Linked DNA regions of Ovis aries: region 1 is linked to region 2. Evidence: chromatin contacts called from public Hi-C data. All regions are on one chromosome and are shown on one strand. The core of a region is the stretch at or near the end of the contact, and the rest is flanking DNA. Distances in the headings are between cores, read along the strand shown. Region 1 has its middle 52 kb from the start of ZMIZ1. Region 2 has its middle 270 kb from the start of ZMIZ1.

Region 1 (6,530 bases), core at 1,757-4,256, 210 kb after region 2:
GGGCCTCAGAGAATGGAGCGGGCATCTGATTGGAAAACAGAAAGGAGGCAGGCCAGAGGAGTCTTCTGTGCATGTCTGCGCTCTGCCAGACCTGACCGCCACCCACCCTTAGAGGCACAGAGCTGGGCAGGGTCCAGATGCCTCCTGGATCCAACCAAGGTGTGAAGACCAAAGGTCCTCCCCAGTACTCCACCACCCCCACAGGGCCCCACGACGGCCTGGTAAACAAGTCTTTACCTCGAAGCACCCGGCAGGTCAACCTGTCTGCACCAGAGCCTGGGGCTGGTGAGGAGATGAAGACAAGTCTCCATTCTCAACCCAGAAGGCCCAGCCCAGACCTCACCCACTGAGTAGCTGTGAGGTCCTGAGCGGGTCACTTAAATCTCTCTGAGTCTCTTTCTTGAGAGGCAAATTACACCTTCTGGCTTGTGGAGAGGATGTAACGAGAGACTATTTCCCAAGTGTTCCGTGTACAGCAAGCACTCAATAACTGTGACTTTCCTCCAGCGCCTTCAGCCCTCTGGCTCCCTTCTAGATGGGGGTGTGAGGAGTGGAGACAGAGGAGGCAATCCTGGATAGGCAGGAATTCATCCCCACTGGCGCCAGGCCCCTGCCCACCCCCAGCCCATGGAGGGCCCCCTGTTCGAGGGCACCATAGTCAGGACACCCTACATAAGCCCTTAAGCCACTGCCTTCCTCTGGGCCCCAGGCTCCCCTTACCCAGGCCTAAGCAATGACCTTCTTTTCCTGCTGGGGGATCCCTGGAGGGTGGAGGGTGAGGAAATTAATAGCACTGAAGTCTGTTCTGAAGGTGGGTGTGGGCTGGGCCCCACGCTGGCGCCCATAGGCCAGCCTCCTGCAGCCTGCGCGGTCCTGCTGGCCACTGAAGCTGCCTGTGAAGCCAGGTGATTTATGGGCCTGCACGGGCTGAGTGGAATCCATCTTCCAGCTCCCAGTGGCTGGGAAGTGAAAGTACCATCTTCTCTGCTCACCCCAGGCCTCCAGGCCCACAGAGGCCAAGGCCATGAAGGTGGGGGTTCAGAACACACAGTCCCCAAAGAGGCCTGATTACCATCAGGAAACCCTGCTCTTGGTTTACAGAGGCCCAGAGAGGGCTAGCTACTTGTCCCAGGGTCACACAGAGAGACTAGGGAGGAGGATGTAGAGCTGGGGCTGAGAGACCAGCAGGAAACTTTGTTAATGAGGACCTGAGTTCAGCTCATCCTGCCTTTGGACAAGTCCCTCACAGTGCAGTTTAACAGCACCTAACTCAAGGCAATGTGAGAATTCAATGAACGCATGCCTCAGAGGCCCTCAGCATGCTACCCAGCACACAGTAGACACATACTAAGGCACAGCATCTTCCAAGGGCCCATATGGATCCAACATGCCTTATTATTTCTCAAAATTGGAATAGGGACAGCAAGTGTCTGAGTCTCAAGAACTGGAGCCCAGGGTCCTCAAGAGGCTAGGGTAGACTCAAGGCTGAGGTGAGATTTCTTAGAGTTGCTGCCATCAAATGCCATGCTTGCCCAGCGGGGAAGAGCTGAGATTACCCCTGGCTCCATGCTATAGAGAGCTGGGCCCACTTTGTGTGCTGGGCTTGGCTCCTCTGTCCTCTTCAGTCACTCCCTAGTTTCCAGATGCAAAAGGAACTGGCAAGGGAGGTGGAAGGGGGAGTTCTTCTGGATAGGGCTTTTGAACATGAGTGGTCACCCCTCATGTCACCTGCATCCCCCACTTTTTAGAAGTAGCTATACTTTGTCACTCGCTAAGAGATTTGGACAAAATATTTAGAGAACTGACTGAACATCCTGACCGAGGTGGTCATCAAAGCAATAGGAACTGGCCTAGTTCTTAGCTGGGGCTTGATTCTTGCCCTTCAGGTTCTTAAACACCCAGAAACTCTGTCCTAAGGTTTTGGACCTGGGGTAGGGATGGCTTTCTGACTGCTGCAATGCTATGGATTTTGGGGGGCAGGGTGGAGGGGTGGTGGAAGGAAGGCAGCTGTTGCCCCAGCCACCTTTCATCAAGTGAATCACCTTTTCAGCACCTTTCAGCACTGGGTCAGGCCTTCAAGGGTTTCTCAGCTTACTCCCATTTCCCAACTTAAGGAACCCAGGCCACCTTAATGAGGAGGGGTTGGGGTGCCCTCCCACAGGAATGTGCTGGGACAGTCCTCGCTGGTGTCCCTAGAGGTCTCAAAGGTTTTCAGACTATCCACCATCACCAGAGCTGCTCAGCTGACACCTGTGTGAGAGGAGAAGCAAAGTAGCTGCCTGATAACAGCCCATGTGACAAGCGGAAAGGCTAAGGCCCAGAAAGGGGTACCTAATGGCTCCTATAGGGAGGCAGAATTTCCCATGGGAAGATCAAGCAGGCTCCTGGCATTCTCCCTTCTCCTCCCACCCCCAGCCCTGTGGACCTGAGCTGCAGTCCTCTGAGCTCTCAGGAATCCAGGCTGAGTTTGCTGGCTGTCAGAATAGCGTAGCCTTGAGAATGAATTCAGGGCTGGCAAATTCATTTTGCCTCTTCTCCCTCCGGTGGTGGAAGGAATGATCTCGCCGGCCCTGAAGGAGTTCAAGCCGAGGTCAGAGAAGCCCTCTGAAGGATGTTCTAAAAAGAGGGTTGAGGGGGATGGTACTCCGGCCTGCTCCCTCGTTGGCCCAGGGTCCGCGCTGATCCCTGCTCAGGAGGCCTGGGGCCATCCTCGAATCTGCGTGGCACGTCCGCTCTCCCAAGCGGGCCTCGTCAATCAGGCAACGGCCCCAGCCGAGCCAGTACGTCTTCCGCTAGTCTCAGGCCCCCGGGGAGACCCCCGCCTCTGCTCTCTCCGGGTGCCCGCCTCCACCCCACCCCGCCCCCAGCGGCGGTGTCATTGTTCTCTGACGTCACGCAGAGGCCCCGCCCCTCGACCCCCATCCCGGCTCCCGGGCTCCGACTCCTGGCGCCCGAGACCCAGCAGCCTCTAAAGCCCCGGCAGAGCAAGGCTCCCCCCGCGGCCCGGCCGGGGCTGCGCCCCCTTGCGCTCTCCCCAACTTGCCTTTGTTATTCCAGCTCCCTTCCTCGCCTCGCCTCCAACACCGCGGCGGATTGGAAAACGCGGAGCGCGGAACCGCCACTACACCTGGAATCCGAAGCCGGCGCCGGGCCGAAGCCTCCCCAGCTGGCGCGGGGAGGGGAGTGCGCGCGTGCGCGCGTGTTTGTGTCCAACCCGGGCTGTGCGGGCGCTGATTATGATTTGGGACTGAGGGTACCGCAGATCATGAGTAGGGGGGCTGAGGGGAAGGGTTATGGAAGAGGACGTGGAAGGATGTGTTTGCATGTGTACCTGAATGTGAGGATTTAGTGCACAGGGGATGTTTTGTTTTTTGAGTGTATGTGGGTTTGTACAGTGGTGTGTGCGCGCTTGCCATGTACACTGGCATATTTGTGAGCGCAAATGTACGTGTGTGTGGGTGCGTGTGCGTGTGGAAGCGTGTTAGTAATACTCAGTGTGGGTGCAAACGTGTGCCGTTTGGGTAGGAGTTTCCGTGTGAGGGGCAGCGGATGTGAGCTGAAGTGGGTGCACACTTAGATGCTCTCAAGGGTGGGTCTGCCTGGGGAACCCCGCGAGCGGCTGTATCCAACTACACCTTGTGAGTGCCATCATTCTCCCCGACTCCTGGGACAGTGCACAGCCCTAAGCCGGAATCCTGCGCCACCGCTCCCTTCTCGCCCGCCCGCTCCCAGCCCCCGCCGCCCACCGCCCGCGCACTTTAGGCCTGGGATGTTCCCCGCGGGGCCTTGGGGAATCCAAGCGCTTTTGGACCGCAGAGAGTGCGGGGACAGACCTTGCGCACCGCTTCTACCCGGCGCTCCAGCCTCCTCCAACATTGCCTTTGGTGGGAGGGGGCTGGCGTCCTCTGCTCCCCCCACCCGCCAGCCCCCGGGCTCTAGGAGCAACCCCAAAGCCTTCTCCAAGAGAAGGCTTTGGCAATCTCTTTAGCAACTCGCTCAGCCCTAGTACTGGTACCTGACAGCTTTCGCAGCCCCGAGCGCACTCCTGTCGGGGGCGTGAGAGCAGAGCGGGGGACACTACGCTGAGACTGGTGATTTCAGCCTCCTTCCCAGTATGAACACATCTTAGGTTCAGCATTTCTCTCCTGCTCCAAACTTGCTGGGGCAGCTGGGGGTGAGGTCGCAGTTAGGGAGGGGGTGGGTGGGAGCTTCCAGAGAGCAGTGGAGGGAAGAGAGAGAAGGAGGTGAGTGGGAGTAGGGGAGTGGGTGACGCACGAAGCCTATCGGAGCCCTAGAGGGGAAAAAGCCTGGAGAGCGCCCAGACCGAGACGCTCGGAAAAAAGGGAGAAAAAGAAAAGGGGAAAGAAAAGGGAGAGAAAAAAGAAAAGAGACCGCGAGAAAGGCGAGACCGCAGAGAGCGCTAGGGAAGCCGAGCTGAGCGCTGGCGGCGGCGGCGGCGGCGGCGGCGGTGGTGGCGCTGCGCTCCGCTCCTCCCTCCTCCCCGAGTTCCGCACCGGCTTTTGCGGCCGGCCGGCGGCGCGGGGCCCTTTGGAAATAGAATAGCCAATGTAATCTGACACTTCAACTTGCTCGGCTCCGGGCGAGTTGATTCACTTACTCACCCCCTAACGCCGAGTTCCTTTTCACTGTCTGTGGACATTAAAAAAGCGAGCTGCGGCGGGCGCCCGGGAGAGCGATCGGCCAGGCGGCGGGCAGCGACCGGGCGGCAGAGCAAGCGAGCAGCGCCGGCGCAGCGCGGTGACCCCAGCCCCGGTCGGCGCGGAGCAGAAGCCGGCGCGGAGCCCATCTCGGCGCCCTCGCAGCTCCTCCCGGCCGGAGCCGGCCCTGCCGGGCAGCGGTGGCTGTGGCAGCGGCGCGTCCTCCAGCGGTAGCAGCGGCGCTCGCAGCACCGGGTAAGTTTGGGGCCAGACCCTGGCGTCCGCTGGCCCCAGGCCTTCCTCCTGCTCTCCGTGTACTCCTGGGGTGCGATCGTGGAGCGCCGGGTGCTGGAGCTTTTTCCCTTTTAGGGTCCGCCGGGACCTGGCGAGCCGGGCGAGTGCCCGGCGGCCGAGCTCCGCTGCGCTCTTCTTGGCGACCCGGGGCCGAGGCCCAGGCGACCGAGGAATGCCCGGCTGCGCGGAGCCGGCTTGGTCTGCGCGCGGGGTTCGGGGCTCTTCGGGTGTGCGGGGCGTGAGTGCAGTTGTGCGCGCGCGGACCTGGTGCCCGCCTCCTGCCGGCGCGCCTGCAACCCTGGTTCCGTACACCCGGGGGCCGGGCAGGACCAGGATTCGGGAAGAGAGGGAGAGAAGGACCGGGGTAGGATCATCTCGGTCTCCCTCCTTTCCTTTGGAAAGACGCGAAGTTGTGCGCCTGTGTGTAGGAGAGCCGCCCGGGAAGGCGCCGGATTTCGGGGCGGCAAGGGGTGGTGGTGTTAAGTTGTGCATCTGAATTTCCAGGGGAAACACACTTTTGTAAATGGGAGTGGGGGGCGCGGTTAAGTTGTTTGTGTGCGAATTGCCCGGGGAGACGCGGTGCTCCGTACTAGCGGGGAACGCCAAGGGGTGTGTGAAGGGTCTTCCGGTAGATCTTTAGAAACCCGGGGAGCCTTCAGGCCAAAGCCTGGATGGGGCTGCCCCGACCAGGAGGGGAGCCCAGGGGGAAGATGAGCGTGTGTGTGCGCGCGCGCGTTGCAAATACGAAAGTAATTTCCCCGTGTTCTTTCTTCCTCTCCGTCTCCGGCGGCGGCGGCCCCGGGGGAGTGGGAGGCCGGCCGGGGCGGAGGTTGGGGGCCCGGGCCGGGGCTGGGACTGGGGCTGGAGCTGGGGTGGGGGGCGGGCTCTGGAAGCTTGATTCACATTCCTGGCGTCTAGGCTGGGGGGAAAACAGTGGGGAGCGCGGCCTCGGCGTCTAGGGCGCGGGCAGCGGGTGCGCGTCGCCCCCTCGCCAGGGACATCTGTCCAGGAAGCCAGCCGGGCGAGGAGAGGGCGCGGTGCGGAGGGCAGGCTCCCCGCCCCGGAGCAGCGGGGGCGCGGGCTAGGGGCAGCCGCCTTCCCGGCCATTGTGCGCCAGCAGATTTTCACGGGAGACTGCCCCGGAGCCGCCGGAGAAGGCCGGGAACCGGCCTCAGCCCCGGGTTTAAAAGACACTCCAGGAATGTAAACAACCCGACCGGAGGGCGGGCGGGCGGGGGCGCGCCAGGGCTGCCGGCCGGGGCCCCCCACCCCTCCCCAGGGGACAGCCGGACAGCAGGGCCGCCCAGCCCGACCCCTCTACCTACCACAAACTTTTTCCTCCCTTGCCTTCCCTTCCCACCTCGCTCCTCCGGCAGGGCACTGAGGGAGGGCCTCTCCGCGGGCGCGGACCCAGGGCGCCTGGCACCCGGCGCCTGACCCCGGAGGGCTGGCGGCCGGGCCCCTGCTTGGGTGTCCAGAGCCCCGGCTGGCTGCCTGGGAGCCGCAAGCTTCCTGGGCAGGCAGTGCCGGAGTAACTGGGGCTCTGAAAGCCTGCCCGCCTGCCTCCCTCCCGCTGCT
Region 2 (6,323 bases), core at 1,837-4,336:
AAAGAAAGCTGAGCACTGAAGAACTGGTGCTTTTGAACTGTGGTGTTGGAGAAGACTCTTGAGAGTCCCTTGGACTGCAAGGAGATCCAACCAGTCCATTCTAAAGGAGATCAGTTCTGGGTGTTCATTGGAAGGACTGATGTTGAAGCTGAAACTCCAATACTCTGACCACCTGATGCGACGAACTGACTCCTTGGAAAAGACCCTGATGCTGGGAAAGATTGAAGGCAGGAGGAGAAGGGGATGACAGAGGATGAGGTGGCTGGATGGCATCACCGACTTAATGGACATGGGTTTGAGTAGACTCCAGCATTTGGTTATGGACCGGGAGGCCTGGCGTGCTGTGGTTCATGGGGTCGCAAAGAGTCGGACACAACTGAGCAACTGAACTGAACTGAACTGAGAAAGAAAGGGATGGAGGAAGAAGGGAAAGACATTTCACCCAATATTCACTGATTCAGACCAGCCACCCCAAGCTGGTATACATGAACGGAATTTTTATTATAAAATAACGCCACTAAGAAGCTGTTTGACTTTCTGAAGGTGTACAAAACTCTCTGAGCTCCAACGTCTCCATCCATAAAGGAAAGTAGCAAGATGGGATCTCCGGTGGAGGCTATGCAGCGTGTGCTTCCATTCCCCCTAGAAGACTACAAACATCCCAAATCAATCTGAGCACGTTTCCCATGTGTTAGAAGGTGGGAGTGGGGAAGATGTTTCTTCACAATTCTGAACTAGACACCTGACTTTTTGCTTGTGCTTCCCAGCATTCAAACATTATTTCTCTTTGAGAGAATCCCAAAGAATGTGGGGTGCGGAGTTTCAACACCCCACATGTTGTCCAGGAAGTGGAGATTTCTTTTCCCAGCTTCCAGGACAGGAGAATGGGGTTTAGAATTGGCCAGCAGGATGCTCCCACTCAGGACTCTGAGTGTGAACAGGTGATACAAAGACACAGGCATTGTTAAAAGTTTCTCCCTGATGCAGAGCTGTCCAGTACCCCGATATGGCATGGTGACAGGTGGCAAGTATGGCTGGGCCAGAATTCCACACTTGCTCTTTGCCAAAAGGCGGAGAAGCGATGGGTCAGAATTCCGAACACCCTTCCTCCCATGTGAGCTGACCGCAGTCTGTGCTACCAACTTGGGTCCCACCCATTTTGCAACAATCAGGAGGAGGCCATGTGGCCCAGTGCTTGGGACTATGGCTTGGCAGTTGGATAGACATAGGTCTACCTGTTTGTGCAACGCGTGAGCAACACGGCCGTAGGTAAGTGACGTCACCTTGGGGAATACTAGTCTCTTCTCCATTAGGCAGACACCATAGCAAGTCCTCCGTAAGAGTTGTTGTGGGGATCTCATAAGATAATGTGGGCAGTGTGCCTAGCCTGGCACCTCGTAGGGGCTGAATAAATAGAGGCTGTGTTAAGGATGGAGGAGGAAGAGAAGACTTTTGAGAAGCTTTTAAAGTGGGGTACTAAAGCCAGAGCAGGTGCTCCTAGCTGTGAACAGTCTGAAGAGCTGTCCTGATATAGAAAAGCTGGCGAAGGCCCATCACAATGGGTGCTCCAGGCAGGAAACTGGCCTTCTCTCCCTGATGCTACTTAAACCCAAATCATCAAGTGTGTTGCCCTTGGAGGAAGCTCAGAGATGCAATAGGCTGCTGCTTGCATGAATGCAGAGGTGACGCTCAGTGAGTTAAGAGGACCAGCCTCCACTAATGCCAATTCCCCCGGATGGAGCAGGGCTGGCTTCTGATCTCAGGTGTGCCAGGCTGGGTGAGCAGGCATGCCAAGAGCCTGCTTCTCAGAGGTGTGTGCCAGCATCAGAGGCCAGATGCTCCCCTCAGACCTTCCATCAGCAACAGCATCTGCTCTCCTCCCAGGCTAGCTAGCTGCCACCCAGGTGGGAAGCTCCTTTTCCAAGCTGGACCCTTCTTTAAGGCACCACGCCCACCTCAGGCATTTGCCTGGGGTATCACAGATTGCTGTCCTTCCTTGGGTCAGCAAGGCCTCTAGTTGCACTGTCCACTTTCTGTCTGTTTCTGGTTCCAATGTGACTTAATGGGGAGCCTGGAAAACCCTGGTTGTTCAATAATTATAAAGCAGAGAAATTACCAGAGCATCAAAGGTTGCTCCCAATTGCTATATTAATTGTCCTTTGTTATCTCTCCAAATAAAAGACCGCTTGATAGAGACAAAAGCTAGCCGGCTTTTATTCCACAGCTTTCTGACTGGGGATGAGGGGCCACAGTCACTTTCTGAGGATGAGGGGCCCTTGTTGGCTCTGTCCATTTCTTTCCAGACACAGACTTCTGCTGCTCTCTGCCCAGCATGGACCCAGCAGGCCACGCCCCAACCCAAATAAGAGCAAGGCCCAGCACAGCACCATCCTGCCACAACCAGTTCCAGACCCTCTTGTCCCCTGGCCCAGTGGCTCACAGAGGGCGAAAGCCCTGATTCTTACTTGTGTGTTTCTATGCCCTTTTCCTTGAGTGCTGGTGTGTAAGTGCACGTGGGGACACTCCAGTTTGCAGAGCCAGTGTTTAGCGAGACTTCCTGCCTGCCAGGTGCCATGTGACTGCTTAGATGCCTTTCTTCTCAACAGTAGTTATGCAGGGTATTTTTCCCTCCGTTTTGCAGATGGGCCTTAAAGTGGTTAAGTTACTTGCCCAAGGTCCCACAGGAACGGCATGCTAGAGTCAAGATCAAGCTCCAGTTGCCCCAGTGGGGCTCCTAAGCCACTCTGCAGTGCTGCTCTCTGCGTACGTGTTCAGGGTGTGCGTGAGTGAGGGGTGCAAGAGTGTGCGTGAGTGCCTGTGAGAGGGTTAGGGGAGCAGGCAGTGTCTAAGCAGTGGATGGGCTCAGTAGAACAGGACTAAGTGAAAGGCGTGAGTGAAGTGATAGTCAGTTATCCGCACATTCGTTTTGTTTATTTCTAAGGACCCAGCCACACCTTGCTACAAACTGTTGGAGTCTAGTCATAAGCGGACTCATGTTTGAATGTTCAGCTCCCTTGAGCATCTATTTGTGCTGGGCCCTGTGCCCTGGGCTGTGAACGGCCTGGAGAAGAGTCAACCACGTGCCTGCCCCCTGGGCTCCCTGCCCAGTTTTCAGCCACAGATACAGGGAGTCCTCTCTTCCGCCACGCCTGCTTCTGCTGGGAGAATCTGGGAAAGCAGGCTAGAGTGGCCTTAAAGCCATTCCATTCATGTTTTCAAGTCATTTGCCAGGGTGCTCAAATGCCACCTGCCCAGGCAAGATCTAGACTCACTCAACAATTGACTATCCTGGGAACAAGGCTGTGCATCACTGATTCATAATTTGGCTGCGGCTCCGCAACTGCAGCTACGTTTGTGAATAAACAGAACAGGGTGAGGAGCCCTTCCATGGCCAGGCCTGATGGAGCTTTCACTTTAATTTCACCACAGCCCTCCTGAAAGAGATCCTGATCCCTTGTGACCAGCTGGGAGACCGTATTCTAGGAGGTGAGTGAGATTTTCCCCAATCACATGGCTCATAAAGGGCAAACCATGGAAGGAGTCAGGCTACTGCCCAACAGCGACTCTGAACCATCATCAGTTGCTCCATCTGCGCCAACAACACACAGAGATTATTCGTTAGTAGTGGGTTTCAAGTGAGGAAATTTGCGGGAAGTAAACACCCGTGCCTGGAGACAGGATCAGTGAAGACCCTCTGGGTTATTAGCAGCCCCTCTTGCCAGTTTCTGACCAGGGCTCGGGCTGTGGGAGATAAAGCTGAGGGCTGTAGCTCACTGGCACGAATTCCAAATCTATAGGTAAATCTTCAGTTTACAGCTAAGCCAGGGATCCTAAACCAGCCAGTGGCTAAAGACAGTCAAGATGTCTCAGGAACGTAGGAATGACGTGGAAAATAAGGAACAGGGCATCCAAGGGATAAAAACCTTTCTAAATTCAGGGCTAGAAATGGTCTCCCCTATTGAGCTGGGTGATTCCTACCACTGGGCAACCTATATTGTTTTTACTTTGAAATTTCCTGGAGACTGAAAAGGAAGAGCTACCCTCAGCTGTTAAAATTCACCTCAGCACACAATTCATGATGCAGTTGTATAGTTCTATTGTCTTCTCACACGTTATTCCAGGCTGCAGAGGAGCTATTACTGTGTTCATTTCACAAATGAGAAAACTGAGGCTTCAAGAAGTAAACTAATAATGCCCTGGTTGTATCTAACCCCATCTCTCTGGTCACGGAGCCCTCCCAGGATTTTCCTTCCCACTGGAATAAAATCTGACCTCTTATCTTGATTCATGAGACCGTCTGTGATCAGCACCCCCAAGCTCTCCCACCATCTCCCACCTTGCTTGCCCCTTGCACTCACCAGGTTTCAGCCACATCAGCCCTATTCTCATCCTGAACCCACCAGTCTTACCTTCAGCCCCAGCCTCTGCACTGCAGCTGTCTCCTCTGGAAATGCTGTCCCTCTAGAGCTTTGCACGGCTTATCCTTGTTCATCGTCTGAGTCTCAGCTTCAATGTCACTTCCTCAAAGAAGTCCTTGACCATACCACCTACACTGGCTTCCAGTCACTCCCTGTCATATTTGCATCCTAGCTTTGCTGTCTCCTGTCCAGCAATAAATACTTCCTATTTATCTGTGTAATGGAGTGTACCCACCACTAGAGTATAAGTTCCATGAGGGCAGATGGGGTGAGACGCCTAACAGGAGCTTAACCAAGTTTTGATGAGTGAATGAATCAATGAGTAAATAACTCACTGGAATTCAAATAACCCTGCATGGAACTCTCCATCCCTAAGTCAATATGACTCCAAAGCAAGGAATATGCTCCAACTAACTTTATAAGGAACATGCAAGGGTCTGTGTCCACACCTCCCAACTCTGAGCCAGGCAGCAGAACAACTGGGATCTCTTCTAGTGGTCCTGGGACAGCTACCAGCATCAGGCTTGGGCATGTCCAGCTCCAAGGAAGCAGTGCTCTGCCGGGAGAACTGGTCTGGCCCAGCTCAGCAGGCTCTGGTCTGGCTGGAAGTCCCCAGTGTCAGCTGGATTAGCAGGCCTAGTGAGCAGCAATGATGGCTGTATCAAAAACCGCAGAAAGGAACCACATCCTTAGCAACTCCCAAAACACCAAGGAAGGGACGTCTGCAGGACTCTGAAATTCCCACAATGCAGATGAACTTAGCAGGTGAGATGCGGTGCTCACGCTCATGTGAGAACCAGCACGGGAAGACCACTCAGGGTCAGGCCTGACTCTGAAGCCCAGCCAGCCTTGGGAGGATGTTCCCTTAGACATTTACTGGATGGGGTCACCATAAGCTGTCAGGGCTGAGACAGGAGTTCGGAAGCCAAAAGTAGCCCAACTGAGGTAGAGAGGGCACCAGAGCCCAAGAGGGGAGCCCAGGCCGGGCCAGGTCCAAGTCAGAGGAAACAGACAACCAAGGTGAGGGCCAGCTGAGGAGTCAGGGTCATGGCCAGTCCAAATGCAGTCAGGGAAGGGCTCAAGGGCAGGCCAACGCTGCCAGGCGGTTTGGGCTGCTACCCATTAGAGGTGGTCAGAGCCTCCTTGGAAGGTCCAGCCTCCGAGGGCCTCCACCAGGCCTCCAAGATGGGCATCTGACAGGCTGATGTGGGGAGCAGACATAGGCAGAAGCCTATTTGAACTTCCTCAGCCCTGTATCTGAGGAGGGAATTAAACCGTTCTGTTCTACTAGGGCGTTTCATTGACTTCTGGCAAAACACCATGTCCTGCTTCAAAGGAAAGGAAACACACAGGCTTAGGAGGCTCGTTGGACATCAAAGGGCTATTAGAGAACAGCATCCTGATGAGCTAATTGCCAATGCAGCCCGAGCAGACGGAGCACATTTGCCCGGGAACATATGGGCTCACACATCCGGGGAGAGGGTGCTGGGGACAAGATGCATGTGGGGCTCTGGCGAACCCAAAGGCTTTGCAAAATAATCCAAGACATCGCCTTAGCCTGGGCTGTTCTCCCCTCCACGTTCCATCAAACCGATGGGGGTGGGGAGCAGGATGCTCGTGTCTCCGCAAAAGAAAGCCCCAGGAAGCAAGTAAGCAGGACTAGGCCCAGACACACCAGAACATTCCCTCCAGAGCCAGGAGGACATGTAAATGGAGAGAGCCTTTTCTTGAATCCCAGAGGCCCCTCAAGTCTGTGTGCTCCATACCACGAGCAGGTTGCCAGCAGGGCAGCATGGGGGGCTATTCTCTTGCCTTACCCATCCAGTCAGAGCATGTGGCCCCATCATTTTCAACCCTGAAACAGTAGAAAGGATTTCCTTCCTGCATGGCACTAGTGGTAAAGAA

Evidence for each region. Hi-C and Micro-C count contacts between places; a contact is called where the count stands out from the background.
Region 1: a Hi-C map of hypothalamus shows a contact between it and region 2, with 4 times the contacts expected there. The contact joins two enhancer-like sites. A contact is called at or near these places in 2 of 16 Hi-C or Micro-C datasets (hypothalamus and skin fibroblasts).

The regions. Positions count from the first base shown.
Region 1 is chr25:33,887,630-33,894,159 of ARS-UI_Ramb_v3.0, forward strand. No RefSeq gene overlaps it. Among named protein-coding and RNA genes, the nearest start is that of ZMIZ1, 52 kb to the right of the region's middle. Within about 2 kb of position 3,007, at least 26 of the 54 cell types and tissues checked have an H3K27ac peak or open chromatin away from gene starts, as enhancers often do. A contact at or near this core is called in hypothalamus, where this site is marked.
Region 2 is chr25:33,674,130-33,680,452 of ARS-UI_Ramb_v3.0, forward strand. No RefSeq gene overlaps it. Among named protein-coding and RNA genes, the nearest start is that of ZMIZ1, 270 kb to the right of the region's middle. Within about 2 kb of position 3,087, at least 25 of the 54 cell types and tissues checked have an H3K27ac peak or open chromatin away from gene starts, as enhancers often do. A contact at or near this core is called in hypothalamus, where this site is marked.